Linked DNA regions of Gasterosteus aculeatus: region 1 is linked to region 2. Evidence: chromatin contacts called from public Hi-C data. All regions are on one chromosome and are shown on one strand. Each heading gives the region's core, a stretch centred on a gene start, on an enhancer-like site or on the middle of the called end of the contact. The rest is flanking DNA. Distances are from core to core; before and after follow the strand shown. Region 1 overlaps LOC120821030. Region 2 overlaps slx4ip (SLX4 interacting protein).

Region 1 (2,832 bases), core at 210-2,709, 110 kb before region 2:
AAGGCTGAGAAATGAGGCATTTCCGGGCCCAAGGGTTTATTCCTGCAGCACAGTGGATTACATTACAACATCCAAAAAAAGGGACGTGACTCATGTTTTTGCTCCGAATACTGTTGTAGCCGTACAAGTCTCTATTCTAATAAGAGAAACAGGATACAAAGCTATTGGATGTATCTTTACACGATATGTTACAGTAACTATAGACAGGATTCACATATTTTCAATTATAGTTGTACAAGATGAAGCATGCATTGTCCTTATCAGGCTCTGCCTCCTTGTCTTTCCTGTACTATTCATTTTCCCTCATGGCACAAAATATGATGTAGCACAAGAGGAGATGCAAATAGAAAGAAGTCAATGTGGTTCGGTTTCATGTGTTTTTCTGGAAATAAGTTTTTTTCACAGGCATGGTTCTCCGTATACATTGCAACAATATGGATCAAATATAACTGTTCTATCTGCCAAGCACAACGCTGTGTACATGTGTTGAGGCTTAGTCGAGGAAAACGTCACATAACAACACAGCTATATTACTATTGGATGTTCCTAACTAAACGTCTATCATTTCAACACATTGACATTTTCACAGAGTTAAATAACTAACAAAAGAGGGCATTTCGCTGCATGGCTCCACAGTCAGATATCATTAACCCTCAAGTCTCTGCGCTGGTCTTTTTCTCTCTCTGTCGTATCATCAGATGGCCACCACCTTCCGTCGAGGAGTTGTTTCAACTGGAACCACACCCCGGTCTAAGTCGGCAAGAGAGAGCTGTTGCTCGGGATCAGAGGTGATGATGCGCTGCAGGACTACGGAGGTGGGGGGGAGCGGGGGCTGGCGAAGGACAACAATATTGGCGCTGGGTCCCTCCAGTAAGATGGTGGTCAGCTCTTCCTGTGTAGAGTTAACCACCGGCACACCATTCACCTCCACCAGCCTACAGGTTCAATTACACACACACACACACACACACACACACACACACACACACGCACACACACACACACACACACACGCAAACGAGACGTGAGTCAAGCAAACAATGTAAAAATGAGTGATCATAAAAATAAAGAAAGTCTAGCCTCATGTGCTATTCTTTCACAAAATTAAGTTGGTACTGAAAGGGAATTCTCCCTCAACCTCTTCAATATACCAAATCATTACAGTGTTATCCTAAACAACATCAAATGATTCTCGAGTCACAGTGCGTTAAATATTGAAGACTCAGTAAAAATGTCTCTTTGTTTGTTTTTGTGTATAGTCAGAAGGTGTAAAGCACCTTGTATCTGTTGATTAGCTGTCTAAAGAGTATTGGCGCACTAGGCTACAATGAGGGAACAGTCGCATTACAGCTCAAAGACTTTTTTCAGCTGTCAGGCGGATTTCTTTTGGCAGGATCGTCTCAAAGAGGAATGTCAACTACACTGCACTGTGCGGGTGTGCGCGTGCACGTGTGTGTGTGTGAATACATGTAGGTTTGAGAATACCGTGTTTTATAAGCACGCACTTGTAATGCAGTAATTACTTAATTATATGAAGCTATTTAATCTGCTTCTTTTCACTCTCTTGTGGATCCAAGTATTACATAACGGTGTTTTCTTGCTTTGGGACCAATATCTGATGGGTTACCATAGCTACCAAGCACAGAACAGTAGAGCGATGAAAGAAATGGGCGGGATGAGAGGCATCCTGAATGCTCTCAGTATCTAGGTGGCCTCTGCGAGCTGGATACATGACTTTGTTTCTTCTGTATGTATCACCTGTCGTCAACACAGAGTTGGCAGTTTTCCACCTTGACCACCAGTAGTCCGCTGCCTTCCCTGTAGCAACACGAGAAGCCGTACTGGCCATCGGGGTTTCGGTTCTCCTGCACAACCAGCAGCATGGCAGGAGACTGCGGGGACACCAGCTGGCTCAGGCTACCAATGGCCAAACTTTTTCTCTGAACTTTCTCCTGAATGTAGAAACGGCAAAGACACATTCACAAATTCAAAGACGCAGACTCTTTAAATACCAATGGTTAAAAGTGTGGCACTAGAAGTAGTATTTCCATTGTATCCCGTATAAATACTTCAGCATTTTGGGAAATACTGTGCACCTCTTCATTTCTCTGCTGTCAGGGGAGGATTAAGTTAACATGAAACAGTAGTTCTTTAGTGTGCAGCGAGCACACAGCGAGGGGAAAATGTGAAGCATAACTAATGTCTTATTGACTACAGGAGATTTTTTAAGGGCGGAACAGTAAATAAATCGGCTGTCACAATTGCAAAGACGTTGATTCAGACGGATGATGTGTAATTTGTGCCTCATTTGAAAACGTAGTCATGGACTTACTCTTTTGTTCATTTAGTACAAAACGTGTAAAAGGTTGATGTTGTGATTTTACGATGAATCATCGTGTGTGTTGGGCTCTTTCTAGGCTGAGCGCTGTGGCTTGTCATTACTGAGTGCTTGACATGAAGCCCTCTGTAAAACATCAACTTCTCATTTTCAATTGGTATGGATTGCCCAAAAAGTATGTAACATGTTTACGTTAAAGGTGAAGGTAGGCACATGTTTAGCTTTTGAACGGGCTTGCTGATGCCTTGTGTTTTCACCCTTCGTCAAACTCTACACAACTGTGTATTTTTCAAATTGTTGAACTGGTCCTTTAAGTTACTCTAAATGGAATGAAAAATTCCATTCCATTCCAATCCAGAGATTGCAACCTCTTGATTTTGTTTTCTTAAGCGCTACCCAAAGTAGTCATCAAATCTTCAACACTTGGAGACATAGCGTGATTTTGTGCCTCTTAAATATTACACTATAATTTCCATGAGAAGAATTTGTAACAT
Region 2 (2,785 bases), core at 143-2,642:
TGATGCAAATAGGTCCCCTGCAGAAACGGATACGGGCCGAAAACCAGCTCCCACTCCAACACCCTACTTTGGACGCTCTGAGAGTCCTGTGAGGATTAGCATGTTAGCGTTTGACCTGCTTGTCGAATAGACGACCCCAATACTTAATACCTACCTTGAGGTTTGCTGGGCTTCCCTCCATAAGCCTTTAGTCTGTCCTTCCCTTTTTATGACTCCTGCCCGCCTGCTTTGCTTCTCACAGTCACAGTCTCCACCTTTACTGCTCTGCCCTCCTCCCTCACATGGGACAATGAAAAGACCAAGAATGTGATTACACTCACTTAAGACCTTTTAATAGGACTGCATCCCATGAACTGTGTGGGCCCATTGGAGGCACAGTACCTTTTCATGTTTGAGAGGGGAAAGTTCTCCAGTATGGCATGGAGTCATGTTCCACTGGTTACTTTCTTTTCTCTTGCACAGCCGGCGGGGGCTTAATCATTTTTACATGCATATTTCCCTGCTGAAATACTGATAGTCCCCTTGTTCAGCAAGTGGAGAGAACGTGTGGGTGTGTGGAGCCTCGGCCTGTGATCTCCATCATTAGAGACGTCTGTCTCTCCTCAGTCTGTCGGCTGCAATACGAGACAGGCCTTTCAGTAACCGTACACCGTCGGCCTGTTCACACCTAACCCAGTGGTGGGGTATCTCTCCCCGACGCGCTGTGCCAACCTTTGATTCTCACAGGTTCTGACGTGCATCGGGACAACACGCGGCCCAGTTTGCGGTGACTACAAGTGCGTCGAGAAAATGATTAAGGTGTAATAACGTGAACGAGCGTGTGTCTCCCAATTTAAAAAGAATGCTCTGTGTTAGTGGCTGAGAGGAGCAAAGTGGAGGGGAGTAGCGTGAGAGGCAAAGCTGCAGCCACAGGAGAGAACTTTATGGAACCAACTGCCCTGTAATCCCACTCGCGCAGGCAGGCCTGCCCTGCTGAGTGAGCCCAATTGAACTGCCCTTAACTGCTACCTGTGACAAAGCTGTCGGCCTCGCAGCACGCTGCGGGGGGTTTCTCTGAAGCTGGACTCACAGTCCTTCCAAAGGTATGTGTGTGGGTGGCTGGGGGAATCCACTCGCATTGTATGAATAGGGGTGAATTGAATTGGCCTATTCAGGTCAGAGCATTATTTATTGCCTTTTCTCTCTGGGTAATTGGTTGTGTGTGTGTGTGTGTATGTATGTGTCGGGGCAACTGTTTTTGGTGTCAACCAGTTAACTACGAGTGCGGATAAACCCAGGTGTGTCAACATCACATCACGGTTAACAAACATTAGGCATTTACGTGGACTTATATTTTGTGCCAAGTTAAACAGTGCAACACAATATAACAATTCCTATCAGCGCATGCCTCCGAGGACACACCCTGGGCGTAGAGACGCACCGTGTCCCGACTAGTTCTGTTGTCTTTCCTCCCACACTCTCCTTAAAATGGTAGCCAATAAATACTTTTTAGCCTGTTTTTTAACTCCATTCCCATGGTGCTCAGCCCTCGGTGAGTTGGGAGTTCACAGCCACGACTTAAGATATCTAAGAGTTGATGACACGCCTAAGACAGAAGACCAAGAAGCTTTCATTCCAGAGGAATGAGCAACATGTGATATCAAAAGAAATATAACAATTAAACTGATCCTAAAAGTAAACACATAGAGAAGCAACGTCTCTTGCAGTAAAACAATCAATGATAACATAAGCAGCGTTTAAGACTACTGGGCTGTAGGGCTTTGCCGTGAAAGTCACAAGATGGTGTGTCACCTTTCACAAAAAAGGCTGCGGCCGGTGCCAGCTCCTTCTTCTGTTTGTGCTGCCTTCCATTGTGGAGGGACTCTGTGTACTGCTTCACCCTCCGGTCCACGGCATCTCGAACCAGGACCGCAACCTCCTGCAGACAGTGTGCGGATGTTTCAGTACAGCAAATCGTTGTTGTTTTTGGACTTTACGGGGTAAAGATATTTGAGCAGCGCCGGGCAGACAACGGGACGGTTGAAGTCTAGAGTGAAAGGTCAGTAAGGCAACTCGACTGCTGGCCAGTTGGAGCGATTGGAGCCGTTTTGCAACAATGGAAACCGCGGGACAGACAGGCCGTGGGCTCAGAGTCATTTCGGATTCCACGCTGCTGCTTACTTTGGATAAGGCCCTGAGCTGAACAAAAGCCATATATATCCACTCACACACTTTTTCACACGCACGCCCTCCCCGCTGTGCCTGTACCTGAATGTGGTCCGCAGGAAACCAGCCGGCGTCCTCCCGGCCGCCCAGGGGCAGAACGTGGAGATCCACCAGCACGGCAAAGTTCCCACACTGTAACACAAAGGGGAGGGACACCACGGATTGCTGAGGGGCATTGAGCTCACGGACAACAAAGGAAATCAGAGTGTGGGTGATTGACAGCGAGACAAACCACAATGACCCCCCCGTGTCCTCAAACATCACCCCAGGCCTCTCACAGCAGCCCCCCCCCCACCCTCCCGCTTCACCGTCCAGCTATCTCTTTAGGAATCTCCACACAAAAAGGTACGGCCCTCTCGGTCTCCTCATATTTCCCCACGCTCAGCGTTATGGTTATTTTTCTATACACTTTAGCAATATAGACACTGCCAATGTTCCATAGGGTTATCCTCTTTGTATCAGAGTGAAACCCTTTACATCTACCCTGAAGCACTCTGCACTGTTTCTGCACTGCAACTTTTTGAGTGCTGCAGAAAGCTGAGTCGAGGGCTGCAGAGTGGATTCCTGAAGCGCTGCGTCA

What was found. A called contact is a pair of places that touch in the nucleus more often than the background predicts.
Region 1: a contact with region 2 is called in a Hi-C map of whole body, with 7 times the contacts expected there. The contact joins two enhancer-like sites. A contact is called at or near these places in 6 of 6 Hi-C or Micro-C datasets (blood and trunk muscle, liver, skeletal muscle and 2 more).

Annotation. Positions count from the first base shown.
Region 1 is chr6:7,878,593-7,881,424 of fGasAcu3.hap1.1, reverse strand. It overlaps LOC120821030, which reads right to left. Exons shown (of 15, transcript XM_040179374.2): 14 at 1,759-1,952; 15 at 20-935. The coding sequence ends at 695. Among protein-coding and RNA genes, the nearest start is that of LOC120821030, 22 kb to the right of the region's middle. Within about 2 kb of position 1,459, at least 2 of the 9 cell types and tissues checked have open chromatin away from gene starts, as enhancers often do.
Region 2 is chr6:7,768,683-7,771,467 of fGasAcu3.hap1.1, reverse strand. It overlaps slx4ip (SLX4 interacting protein), which reads right to left. Exons shown (of 8, transcript XM_078104059.1): 3 at 2,248-2,337; 4 at 1,792-1,918. Among protein-coding and RNA genes, the nearest start is that of slx4ip, 8.1 kb to the right of the region's middle. Within about 2 kb of position 1,392, at least 3 of the 9 cell types and tissues checked have open chromatin away from gene starts, as enhancers often do.